2 separate regions of the Mus musculus genome follow, and region 1 is linked to region 2. Evidence: chromatin contacts called from public HiChIP or PLAC-seq data. All regions are on one chromosome and are shown on one strand. Each heading gives the region's core, a stretch centred on a gene start, on an enhancer-like site or on the middle of the called end of the contact. The rest is flanking DNA. Distances are from core to core; before and after follow the strand shown. Region 1 overlaps Zzef1 (zinc finger, ZZ-type with EF hand domain 1). Region 2 overlaps Gm51906 (a long non-coding RNA gene).

The links. HiChIP or PLAC-seq counts read pairs in DNA pulled down with a chosen protein or histone mark.
Region 1: an H3K27ac HiChIP or PLAC-seq map of embryonic stem cells shows a contact between it and region 2, with 4 times the contacts expected there. The contact joins two enhancer-like sites. A contact is called at or near these places in 1 of 15 datasets of contacts at CTCF or cohesin (the NIH/3T3 cell line), 11 of 484 Hi-C or Micro-C datasets (ECoMG myeloid progenitors, the G1E-ER4 cell line, bone marrow-derived macrophages and 6 more), 5 of 115 datasets of contacts at active chromatin or transcription factors (bone marrow-derived macrophages, embryonic stem cells and stem cell-derived neural progenitor cells) and 1 of 9 other capture datasets (liver).

Annotation. Positions count from the first base shown.
Region 1 is chr11:72,905,882-72,912,669 of GRCm38.p6, forward strand. Zzef1 (zinc finger, ZZ-type with EF hand domain 1) reads left to right here. Exons shown (of 55, transcript NM_001045536.2): 43 at 951-1,150; 44 at 2,513-2,632; 45 at 4,249-4,440; 46 at 5,281-5,381. Among named protein-coding and RNA genes, the nearest start is that of Gm26121, 27 kb to the left of the region's middle. Within about 2 kb of position 2,715, at least 8 of the 459 cell types and tissues checked have an H3K27ac peak or open chromatin away from gene starts, as enhancers often do. A contact at or near this core is called in embryonic stem cells, where this site is marked.
Region 2 is chr11:72,571,817-72,578,055 of GRCm38.p6, forward strand. The region is part of intron 2 of Gm51906 (a long non-coding RNA gene); the gene reads right to left. It also overlaps the pseudogene Gm12712. Among named protein-coding and RNA genes, the nearest start is that of Spns3, 25 kb to the left of the region's middle. Within about 2 kb of position 4,900, at least 85 of the 459 cell types and tissues checked have an H3K27ac peak or open chromatin away from gene starts, as enhancers often do. A contact at or near this core is called in embryonic stem cells, where this site is marked.

The DNA.
Region 1 (6,788 bases), core at 1,465-3,964, 330 kb after region 2:
TCAGGATAATCAAATGCATTTGTCTCCTTAAGTGGGTAAAATATAAGCTCCCAGGAAAGGCCAGTAACTTGAGAGGCTTTGGTAACTGTAGGTGTTGGCAAATTAGGAAAGCCTATTCCAGATACTTAAACTTTTTCATACTTATATATGCTCTAGAACTACTTCTGGTACCAAAATCTGCATTTAGTAAGGGTTCTTTAGAGGAACGAAAATAAATAAATAAGTACACACACATATACACACATATATTTATATTTATTCAATATATAAATATATAAATCGTGTGTGTGTGTGTGTGTGTGTGTGTGTGTGTGATTGTGTGTGATTTATGTGAATGACTTACAAGCTGTAGTCCAGCTACCCCAACAATATCTGTCTATCAACAGAAGGTCCAAGAGTCCAAGAATCTAGTAGTTTCTCAGTCCATGAGGCTGGAAGTCTTATCTGATCTTCAGTATATGCCAGAATCCCAAAGAAGCAAGCTCTGATGCCACTGAAGGAATGGACTTGGCATGAGAGTGAAGGCAAGCAGGCAAAGACTGCAAGCTTCTTTCTTCCCTGTCCTTTAGGCTGCCAGCAGGTGTAGCCCGGATTAAAGATGGAGCTTCCCATTTCAAATGATTTAATTAAAAAAAAAATCCCTCACAGATGGACCTAGCCACTTGGGTTTTAGTCAGTCCCAGATGTAGTCAAGGTGACAACCCAGAACAGTCATCACAACACTTTCAACAATAACTTGCTTGTGCATAGTAATAAGAATTTTGCATTGTGACTTGTCCTCGGTTTCTCCATGATCACCTGCAAACTGGGCATAAATATAGTGGGGACCTAGGCTACGGGTCTTGTTTCTGCAGTCCTTGCTTTAGTGAGGCCTGTGGAGAAATGCAGCTGCAAGGGGTACTAACAGGATCCTTTATGCCTTTCTTTTCCTTTTTGACATGATGCTTCAGTGAAGGACTATCAGCTTGTCCAGAAGGGAGGAGGACAAGAGTGTGGCACCTCTCAGTCCCAGCTGAGCCAGTACTCCCAGCACTTTGCCTTTATTGCTAGTCACCTTCTGCAAACCAGCATGGATAGCCATTGTCCCGAGGCAGTGGAAGCAACCTGGGTCCTGTCCCTGGCTCTCAAAGGTTTATATAAAACACTAAAGGTAATGGTGAGCCTTTTCCATTTGCACAAAGCTACCTGTCTGCAGGGGATTAATTAGGAGGAAATGTCGTCTGATCTAGATGAACGGTTAACAATGGCTGTTTTGAGAAATGCTTACACAAGGATTGCTTTAGGGAGGAAATAGAACTTTCCCAGTGGTTTGAGTCTCAGTTTTTCTAATATTGTTTCATGGACTTAACCACAGTTGGCTTCGTGGAGATATAATCCTGTCAGGGGAGAAGAAAACTGGACTTCCCACCTAACAGGAGCTCCTCAGGTCATTATAGGAATGCTGGGAAGAATAAAGGGAGCTGGCATCCCATGGAGCTTCAATGGATAGGTGTGGCCATTGGTCTGGGAGGAAATAGCTAGATTAGAGGTAGATGTCTTTTGGGGTGACCCATGATGCCTTTTGGATCCTTAGTGGACTGGAGGGTAGGAAGGCTCTTTCCAGGAGATGTATTTGCATTTACTGTAAGGTCATCTTCCTTACAGAGTTGGCCTTGAAAGGATCCCAGCTGAACTTTATTGCTCCTTGACACTGAAATGTTCAGTGGTAGCTCTGGTAGGGAGGTCATTGTGGGAAGTCAGGCACTACCAGAGACTTGTCTGCTTGGCTTTCCAGCCCTGGGCAGCCCTGAGGTGCAGTTGTCAGTATTACCATACTGTTTCAGTTTCCACTCTACTAGACAAGAAGAAAGTAACTCCCTGATAGCAGAGGTCTTAAATGTCTTAAATCATTCAGTTTTGCTTTGGTTTGGTTTTTGGTTTTGTTTTGTTAAAAAAAAAAAAACAGGTAGTCAGTCTGTAGCTTGGCTGGACTGGAACTTAGAATGTGGCCTGGCCGGCCTCAGACTCAGAGTTCTGCCCGCCTCGAACTCCCAAATGCTAAGACCAAGGTGTGCACTGCCATGAGTGCTCACTCAGCCTGTTGATATTTGTTGAGCACCAAGAACCAAGTGGAACTGGGTGTTCAGTGGTGAGCTAGAAAGAAGGGCCATGCTCTCTTTAAGACGGTGCAGCCTAAGGGATGAAGCCAAAGAAGCAGGCAGGGAGCTTTATAAGACTCAGTTGTCCATGATTAGGGTTTGGATTTTAGCCTCAAGAGTTTTGGGAAAGTAAAGAGAGGGGAAGTGACAGTAAATAGGTTTCAAGAGTGTTTGTTCAATGAAAAAACACGGAGTGAATGAGGAGCAATGGTTCATGGTTAAGATGTGGAGTACTTTCTTACTGACAAGCATTTATTTCTGTTGGAAGCTGAGTTGGGCCATCAGCTGAGACTGGGCTCTGAGAAAGGCTGTTGCTCTGTCCAACCTTAACCATCACTCTATAGCAGCTGCAAATCTCTCCCTTGGCTTGGCAGGCTCATGGTTTTGAAGAGACCCATGCCACCTTCCTCCAGACCGATCTGCTAAAGCTGCTGGTGAAGAAGTGCAGCAAAGGGACCGGCTTCAGTAAAACCTGGCTCCTCCGAGACCTAGAGGTAATGAGGAGGGAGGGCTTCCTGTAAAGCTGAGCCCAGAAGCAGAGCTAGCTTGTTCCAACCAGTTCCATCCCGTGTATTCTAATTCTGGGCAGCTTTGAAACCCAACCTTGGTTCTGCCTTCCTGAATCAGGGATCCTGACACCTGTCCTCCCCTGCCAGGAAAATGAATTGGGTGTTTGTTCAAAGAACCTTGGAGGAGTATTTTGTAGAAACACATAATAGGCCATTATAGCATGATAGTAAAATGTGCTTTTGAATTACTGTTTCCCTCCAAAATTCCTTTGAGCTAAAATCAGTTTGTAATACGGCCACACTCATGTTTACCTTATGTAGGATTTCAGTCTATAATTTCACTTTATTGTTACTCCTCTGAGGCCTTAGATGTTTCTTAGTGGAATTCTTGAAGTTCCCAGAGGCTTTCAAGGTCAAGTACTAGCATCTAGTATAAGGGAAGCTGTGCTACCAGGGTGTGCTGTGTCCCTCACCCTCACTTCCACAGGTGCCTGCATTTGAAGAATCACCTCTGGGTTCGCTTACATCCAAGGGACATATGCTAAAACATATTAATAGGTAACCGGGATCTTAGAGAACCTTTTTTAAATTTTATTTTTATTTTATATGTATGGGTGTTTTGCCTGCAAACATGTCTGCACCACTTGAATGCCTGGTGCCCCATAGATGCCAGAAGAGGACATCAGTTGCCCTGGACTTCAGTTACAGATGGTTGTGAGCTGCCATGTGGGTTCTTGGAAGTGAACTCAAGTCCTCTGGAAAAGCATCCAATGCTCTTCTTAACTGCTGAGCTGTATCTGCAGCTCCTATAAACACCCTTTTTAGTGGCTATGTATAAGACTAGAAAGTGCTTTGCAGGTTTTTGCCATTATTAATGCTTCATTGGCTGTATTTTAAACAGCATTTTTCATGTATTTTGTCATTTCTAAAAGATAAGTTAGTAGGTCAAAAGGATATAAACTTTTTTTTTTTTTGGTTTTTCGAGACAGGGTTTCTCTGTATAGCCCTGGCTGTCCTGGAACTCACTCTGTAGACCAGGCTGGCCTCGAACTCAGAAATCCGCCTGCCTCTGCCTCCCGAGTGCTGGGATTAAAGGCGTGCGCCACCATGCCCGGCAACATTTTTTAAAGAAGTATTTTTTTATGTCTATGAGTACACTGTGGCTGTCTTCAGACACTCCAGAAGAGAGCATCAGATCCCATTACAGATGGTTGTGAACCACCATGTGGTTGCTGGGATTGAACTTGGGACCTCTAGAAGAGCAGTCAGTGCTCTTAACTACTGAGCCATCTCTCCAGCCCCAATATAATCATTTTAAATTACTTAATAGTTACATTTCTCCAAAACAAGTTAGAAAAGAATAATACCCATTTGGGCTATCAAGAAAAGTTAATAAACACAAGGGCTTCCATAGTTTTGTTAGCATTTCCTGTTATGTGTACAATTGAGCATGCTTTCCTGCTCCTTTACTGATCACATACTCACACCCATGTGTACTCTGATATCTTAAACCTCTATGCCCTTAATATAGTGAAGACCTAGCTCATCCTCTCACTCACTCAGCACTCGTCTCCCTGCTCTGCTTGACTGACTGTGTGTAGATTCTGTCCATCATGCTGTACTCGTCAAAAAAGGAGATCAACACTCTGGCTGAACATGGAGACCTGGAGCTAGATGAACGAGGAGACCAAGAAGAAGAACTGGACCGGCCAGTTAGTAGCCCTGGCGAAGCAGAACAGAAGAAGCTAGACCCTCTTGAAAATTTGGATGAACCCACCAGAATATGCTTCTTGGTATGTTCATTGGTCATCATGTGGGTAGGACATGGGCATCAAAGGAATGGGTTTTCTTTGGCTTGGGCTGTGCTTCATCCTCAATATTTCTAAGGACTGCAGAGGTAGCTCAGTGGTTGAGTACTTGTTGGTCTTCTAGGAGACCCAGGTTGGATTCCCAGCACCCAAATGGGAGCTCACAATTGTCTGTTAACTCCAATTCCAGAGGACCTAACACCCTCTTCTGGCCTCCATGAGCACTACTAGGCTATACATTGGTACACAGTCAAACATACAGACAAAACATCTATTCACATAAATAAACTTTTAAAACTTTTTAACTACTCAATTTGATGCCCTGAAAATTCATTTCCTGTTTAGTCTATGGTATACAGAAAAGATCTAGAACAATAGTAGAGCTATATCATTGTAGTGGCTTTAAGATTAACTCATTTTATGTACATGGTGTATGCCTGTGTGATTTTACGTGTCCAACATATAAGTAGGAGCCTGTAGCAGGTCAAAAAGGTCAGTGAATCCCCTGAAACTGGAGTCACAGGTTGTTCTGAGCCACCTTGTGGGTGCTGGCAACTAAACCCAGGTCCTCTGCAAGAACAATAAGTATTTTTAACTACTGAGCCATTTTTCTAGCCACTAAAGTGGCTTTAAATAGAACTGCACATTTTATAGTTCATATCTTAGTACTCAAAATTTGATATGCTTTTAAAAAGTACCTCCATATTGTTCTTCAGCTGTAACCTGGGCTAACCTGAAATAGTGTTTCATCACTTTGGAGTGTATATTGTCTGTGTCTTAAAGAACATGTCCTCAGCTGTCTTTCACCTTCTTTCATGCCTCCAGATGGCTCATGATGCCCTCAATGCCCCTCTGCACATTCTCCGGGCCATATATGAACTGCAGATGAAAAAGACTGATTCGTTCTTCCTAGAGGTTCAGAAGAGGTAAAGTCATTGCGATGAACTTAAGTGTTCCAAATGAGGATGAGGAACCCTCACCTGCTGCCAGGGGATCTGGAGAGATCGTGGTAGGCCAGGCAGCCAAGGGACTGACCTGGAGTTCTTACTGGTGCCCCAGGAAAGGCAACTGTGCCACTCTGCCTGGAACATCTCTAAGAGTTTGATGGTTTCCTTTGAGAATGTCGTGTGTGCACTCTTACAGGTACAGCCTTTGGGATGCATCTCATGCCATCCATGAGCAGATGGCACAGAGCAGAGCAGGTGCTGGGGCTTGAGAGTGATTTTTGGCTCTCATGTTTTCATCAGTATTATTCTTGTGACTTTTCCACAGGAATGACTATTTAATCAACAGTATAACCTTCTCTTGTCCAGGAAGCTCAGAGATGGCTTCAGAATCCATCTCTTGAATTTGTGTAGAACTTTACATATCTACCACGCAGTCTCCTCTTCTCTTCCCATGACTTGGTATCTGTCTTCTTCCAACACACACGTCTTTTCCTCCTACCTCTTTTTGTCTTGTTTCTCTCTGTCTCCTCCCTCCCTTTTTGCTAGGTCTCAGACCCAGAGTCTTATACATGCTAAGCTACCTCCCTAGCCCTTTAGCTTCTTATTCTAACGTGTAATGAATTTCAGTGAACTTCCTTCATGTTTCTACTTTAGCCTGTGCATTACCTAAATCCTGTGTGAGATGGAGCAGGAACTGTGAGAGGACAGCCATCAGGGTACACTCTAAGCTGCCGTGACTAAAACCATAGCAGGCCCTCAGACTGAAGCACATAGAATGTGTGCTTTTCTCACATAACCATCCAGAGGCAGACAGAAAGGGAACACTGGGAAGACTGCCCACTTGATAAAGTGTGTGTCGTGCAAGCATTAGGATCTGTACCCCTGTAAAAGCTAGGCCTGGCAGGACTCATCTATAACTCTAGTAATGGGGATGTGGGGTAGAGACATGAATTCCTGAAGTTTGCAAGTTAGCCAGTCAAACCAAATCAGGAAGATTTAAGCTCAGTGAGAGACACTGTCTCTAAAAATAAGGTGGAGGACAACGAGGTAATGAGGTCAGCTTCCCATACACACATCCCAAAATAAAGAAAGATGAATAGGCTGGAGAAAGATCCCAGTGGTTAAGAACACTTGTTGACTTGTGTGATTCCCAGCATCCATATAGCAGTATGCAACCATCTTTAACACCAGTTCCAGGGGATTTAGCACCTTCTTTTGAGGCCAGGCCTGCATGTGATGCACAGACATAAATGCAGACAAAACACAAACACAAAAAGTAATTTTTGAAAAATAAAGAGGAAAGTGGTTCCATGGGGACAGTGTACATCTCTGCCATGAGGATATGCATGGAAGTCTATGTGTGTGCATGAATGGATGGATGAATGC
Region 2 (6,239 bases), core at 3,650-6,149:
TCCATGAGATACAACTGTCAGGCATTTTCTCAATTAGTGATCAAGGGGGAAAGGCCCCTTGTGGGTGGGACCATCTCTGGGCTGGCAGTCTTGGTTCAATAAGAAAGCAAGCTGAGCAAGCCAGGGGAGGCAAGCCAGTAAAGAACATCCCTCCATGGCCTCTACATCAACTCCTGCTTCCTGACCTGCTTGAGTTCCAGTCCTGACTTCCTTGGTGATGAACACCAGTATGGAAGTGTAAGCTGAATAAACCCTTCCTTCCCAACTTGTTTCTTGGTCATGTTTTGTGCAGGAATAGAAACCCTGACTAAGACACCATCCTAACTCATGGACCCATGTAGAGAAAGGGGGAAGGAAGGAGAAAAAAAAAAAAAGCTACCAATTCCTGAGCACGAAAACCCACCAATCTCTGAGCTTCCTTCCCACAAAAAACCCCACCAATCCCTGAACATGAAAATACACCAAATCCCTGAGCTCCCCAAGCTTGGTGCTTAAAATCCCCCACCAATCCTTAGTCTGGAAATCTCTGCCCCACAAAAGCTCGCTCTCTCTCTCTCTCTCTCTCTCTCTCCTGCCTCTGCCTCCTCACGACTTTGTAACAGGCACTGTGCCATCCTGCAAAGCTACAGAAGGGATTTTCTTTCTTTGTTTTTGTTTTGTTTTGTTTTTTTAATTTTGTAATTATATTTAGGTACAGAAAACTTAATGTACATTTAACCCAATTTAGTGGCGAGTTCTTTAGCCTTTGCTTTTTCCAGCTTGGCAATGCGAGCCACAGACTTAGGACCCAGGACGTTGCCTCCCCTGTGGCGACGGATCTCATCATATCTGTCATTATAATTGGTCCTAATAGCTTCCACCAGCTTAGCCAGAGCACCCTTGTCTTCCGAGTTAACCTGTGTGAAGGCAACAGTGGTGCATGTCTTCCTGTGGACCAGGTGCCCCAGCCTGGCCTTTCCCTTGATGATGCAGTAGGGCACCCCCATCTTTCGACACAGGGCAGGTAGGAAAACCACCAACTCAATGGGGTCTATGTCATGGGCAATCACCACCAGCTGAGCCTTCTTGTTCTCCACCAAGGTGGTGACTGTATTGACTCCTGCTCGGAGGACAGGTGGCCTCTTAGTTGGGACGTCACCTTTGCCAGCAGCTTTCTTCTCAGCACGGGCCAGTAGCCTTTGCTTCTTCTCTTGCTTTGTCTCTGGCCTGTACTTGTGGGCAAGCTTAAGCAGCTGAGTAGCTGTCTGCCTGTCCAGTGCCTGGGTGAACTGGTTAATGGCAGGAGGGACTTTGAGCCGCTTGTAAAGGATGGCTCTTTGCCGCTGCAGCCTCATGTAGCGGGGCCATTTGACAAAGCGCGTTAAATCTCTTTTGGGCTGGATGTCCTATCCAATGCCGAAGTTCTTGGGCCTCTTCTCGAACAGAGGGTTGACCACCTTCTTGGCCTCCTGCTTCTTGACGACGGCGGGGGCCGGGGCCACCTTCTTCCCCTTGGCCTTCTTCCCTTTGGGCATCTTGCACGGCTGCTGGAGAGCTGTTTTGTTTTTCAAGATATGGTTTCTCTGTGTAGTTGTGGCTGTCCAAGAACTTGCTCTATAGACCAGGCTGGCCTCGAACCCAGAAATATCCACCTGCCTCTGTCTCTGAGTACTGGGACTAAGGACATGAGCCATCACACTGAACAACAAAAAGATTTTTTTTTAATTGTTGAAGTAACTGCAAATTGAAAATAGGTAGGACAGCTGGGTGGTGAGGACACATGCCTTTAATCCAATCACTAGGGAGGCAGAGGCAGGCAGAGATCTGTGTTCAAGCCAGAGAGAATGCCAGGGTAGCCATGGCAACACAGAGAAACCCTTTCTCGAATGAAAAAAGAAAAAAGAAAAAAGAAAAAAAGAAGGAAGGAAGAAAACAGGTAGAACTAGAGACAAATGTGTATTCCATCTTTAGCAGAATAGGGGGAGTGGTACCGATACCCTAAAAGCCACCGCATGCAGGCAAACACTCATATACATAAAATAAAAAATAAATACATTTTTAAAAATAGCAATGCACCTCTTGCAAGCTGGTGAGGGTACAGCAGGCTCAGAGTAAAGGCAAGGTGGTGCTGGCTAAGTCAATGTGACCCAAGGTAAAGTCACCTAAGAGAAGGGAACTTCAATGAAGAAAATGCCTCCACAAGATGGGGCTGTAGGGCCAGCCAATAGTGCATCTCCTTAGTGATGGATGGAGGAGGGCACAGACCACTGTGGGTGGTGCCATCTCTAGGCCAGTGATTCTGGGTTCTAGACTGAGAAACAAGTGTTGGGCACTTACCTTTAATCCCAGCACTTGGAAGGCAGAAGCAGGTAGATTCCTGAGTTTTAGTGAGTTCCAGGACAGCCGGGCTACACAGAGAAACCATGTCACAAAAACCAGAAAGGCAAAGAAGTAAGTACAGATAGCCGACTGAGTTAGCAGTCTGTCTAAACTCCCCCTACCCCACCCCCCGACAGTTACCTGGCAACAGCCAGGTATGCTTCACCCCACAGTTACCTGGCAACAGCCAGGTAGGCCTGACCCACTATGAAAGAGGCTGTTTGTCCCCTCCTCTCTCTCTTGTTCCTCTCTTACTCTTCCCTTCTTGCTCCCTCTCTGTTGTTGTTTTGGTTTGTTTGTTTGTTTGTTTTAAGATTTATTTATTTTTCTTTATATGAGTACACTGTAGCTGTCTTCAGACACACCAGAAGAGGGCATCAGATCTCATAACAGATGGTTGTGAGCCACCATGAGGTTGCTGGGAATTGAACTCAGGACCTCTGAAAGAGCAGTCGGTGCTTTTAACTGCTGAGCCATCTCTCCAGCCTGTCTTTTGCTGTTGTTATTTGAGAGGGTTTGATTTTGTTTTCTTGAGATGGAGTCTTTCTATGTTTTCATGGCTGTCCTAGAATTCCCTCTGTAGACTAGACTGGCCTAGAACTCACAGAGATCCACCTGCCTCTGCCCCCTGAGTGCTTGGATGAAAGGCATGTGCTGAGTTTTGTTCATTTGCTTGGTTTTTGTTTGTTTTGTTTTTTTTGGGTTTTTTTGAGGCAAGGACTCTCTCTTATCCAGGATGACCAGGATCATAATCCTCTTCCCTCAGCCTTCCTCCCAAGTACCAGACATGAGTCAATATGCCTGGCTTTTCTCATCATAATTAACAAAGAATATGGGGTGAGAAAGATGACCAGAGAATGGATTTGTTGGCTCACAACTACTTGTAACTCCATTGCCCAGATATTCTTGGCACACTCATGGTATGTACACACACACACACACACACACACACACACACACACACACACAAATACATACGATTGGAGAAAAAATATTTTGATAATTTTTGTGTATGCCTGCATGGATGCACTCTATGTATATCTTTTTTGTCTGCATGTGAGTCTATACACTCCTAAGCATACCTAGTCCCTAAGAAAGCCAGAGAGGGTTCCTGATCCCCTAGCACTGCAGTAATCGATGCCTATGAGCTGCCACATGGGGGAGAGTAGTGAACCCTGGTTTTCTAGAAGAGCAGCCAGTGTTCTTAAATGCTAAGGTGTCTCTTCAGTCCCAAGGGGTAAAATATTTTAAAAGTAAAATAAAATTAAACACACCACACATACACACACCCCAAGATTTAACACAAGCGTAATTCTAAAGCCTGACCTAGTGACACACACCTGTGATCCCAGCACTCAGGATGCTAAGGCTGATGTTAGAGTGTTTTGGGTCAACTTGGGCTACTTAGCAAGACCCTGGTTTTTAGTTTTTGTTTTGTTTAAAAATAATAAGTAAAATTTATTTATTTTTGCATGTTTGAGGGGGAGGGGGTTCACACCTACCATGGTACATGGAGGTCAAAAGACAGTTTGCATTAATCATTGTAGTCTTTCACCATTTGAGTCCTGGAGATGGAACTCAAGGGGTCTGGTTTGGCAGCAAGTGCCTTTATCTGGTAAGCCATTTCACCAGTCAGAACTAATTATGATTATGTACACCCACTACCACTACCACCACCACCACCACCACCACCACCACCACCACCCCACACAACCACCAGCCACCCCCTCTGCCAGTACAGAGGACTGGCGGAGGTGAAATGCGCGGGAGGCAAGCGCTCTTGAGCTCAAGTCCCCCAAGTCCCTGATGTTAAGAGGGGTGGGGGCAAGGGAATAGTAATATCCTCGCCAATGCTGTTTTGTTACTTTAGTTTTTCTAAAAGATTCCCTAAAGTTCCTTTATGAGCTTCGGTTTTGTGGCTGGCACTCCTTAAATTCTGAAGGCACAAGGACCACCCAGCTCCTGACATGTCCCTACCCCAAAAGAGTTAGGAAAACTCCCAACCCGCGTACTTGGGGGCAGCCTTTGCTGACTGAGATGAGAACCTGAGGAGAAGGGCCCGAAATGAAACATCTGGTGAAAATGATTCATTTTGATCACATTCTCTCCAACCTCTAGGCCCCTGGCAGGTATCCCGAGCCCCGCCCCTCCAGCTGTCCCTAAATCACCTTATGGGCCCTGGCTCTCATTTCCGTTTCACCAAAGTCTGATTCTTCACCTTTCAGGAACTGGCTGAATACAGACTGGTCCCACCACAGGGAATTCAGTCCGGCAGTAAGTTGGGGGACTGTAAACTAGTCGTACCTGCTGACCCACTAGGGTACATTCCAGGCAGAGGTGGAACCACGCTGTGTGCTCAGCGTAGATCCGGCGCGCAGCCAGTAGGTCGAGCTCGCCACCTATAGCTTCCTGGAAGTTGGCCCGGGCAGAGTCTGTCTGATATCCACTCAGGAAAAGAGAAAGCCCCGGAAACTTCCCAGGTCCCCAAGAAGGGTGCATCAGGCTTCTGGTGCGACCATCTGCTTTCTTTATCATTCTAATTAACTGCTTGGGGCACACTTGGTCAATTGTGAAGTTATGCAAATGACCGAGGTTGGTATTGTTATTACTAAGAGTCACTTGGTTGCAAAACTGTTTTGACTATTCTAGTATCAAAACCTATCCAGTCTGCAAGGAGAGGGGAGCCTCTCTGCTCTCCGCCCCATCTCACCCCATTTGAAAATCTTTTGGGGGAGGCCATCCTAGCAGTCCTAGTGTGCAGAGAGGGAACTCAAATTAGCTAAGGCGGAGATTTTTCCCTGTGTCTTGTTTTAAGCCGAACCTTCCGGAAATCACTTGCTTCTAGGCTGCTCAGTTTGTCTAGCCTGGAAGAGGGAAAGAGAGCACCAAACCTGGAGCTAATATAGGTAAAAAGCCCTCAGTGTCCTAAGAAAACAAAGCCTGGGAGGTAGGCGCATCACCAGTAGGAATGATGGAAGGGAGGGAGGTAGAAAAGGAAGAGGATGGGGAGGGGAGGAGGAATAGGAGGATGGGGAGGGGAGGAGCAGCAGCCGCGCCGCCGCCGCAGTAGAAGCAAAAGCATTATGAATCGTTAACTTGAATTTTGCAATAAGCAACTTTTTTTTTTCAGTGTTGTTGACTCTGGGACTTCGTGTGTGCTAAGTGCTAAACATGAGCTCTGTCGTTGATTGTACCCTAACCCCAACAATTAAATTGTTTTAGCATAAATATATATCACAAGTGGATAAAAATGTATTATTCAAAATTAAAATTTACATAACTCTAAAAAAGACTTTAATGTCTTGAACGTTTTTGTTAATGTTTATTTTGCGTGGTGCTGGGGCAAATGTGGGTTTTTACGTGTGCTAGTCAGATGCTTTCGTCTAGGAACACCCTCACTCCACTCTAGCAATCCGTGTGTTTGTGGGGGAAGGGAGACAGAATATCACCTTGTCCTGGTCTCCGACCCTTGCCTGGAACTCACTACATAGATCAGGCTGGCCTGCAACACAAGAGATCTGCCTGCCACTGCCTCCAGAATGCTGGGCTGGGATCAAAGGCGTATGCCACCGGGATTGGCTACAATGACTGCTTTTCGTATTTGGGCATACACAAGGATTTGCCCGAGTGTGGGAGCATGAGTGGAAGCCACAGGTCAAGTTCTCAGCGTCGTCATTTATTGTCTTCTACCTTATTTTCTTAAAACAGAGTCTCTCGTTGTACCTGGTGCTAGAGATTAGAACTCAAGTTCTTACGCTTGCTACTCAGTCCTACAACGGGTGTTCTTGCTGCCACGTGAACATCTTCTGAGACTAGAAGCTCTGGAAAAGACAAGGTGGCAGAAAAAACCTGGGTAGGAGGAAAGGGATCAAAGGCCCAGG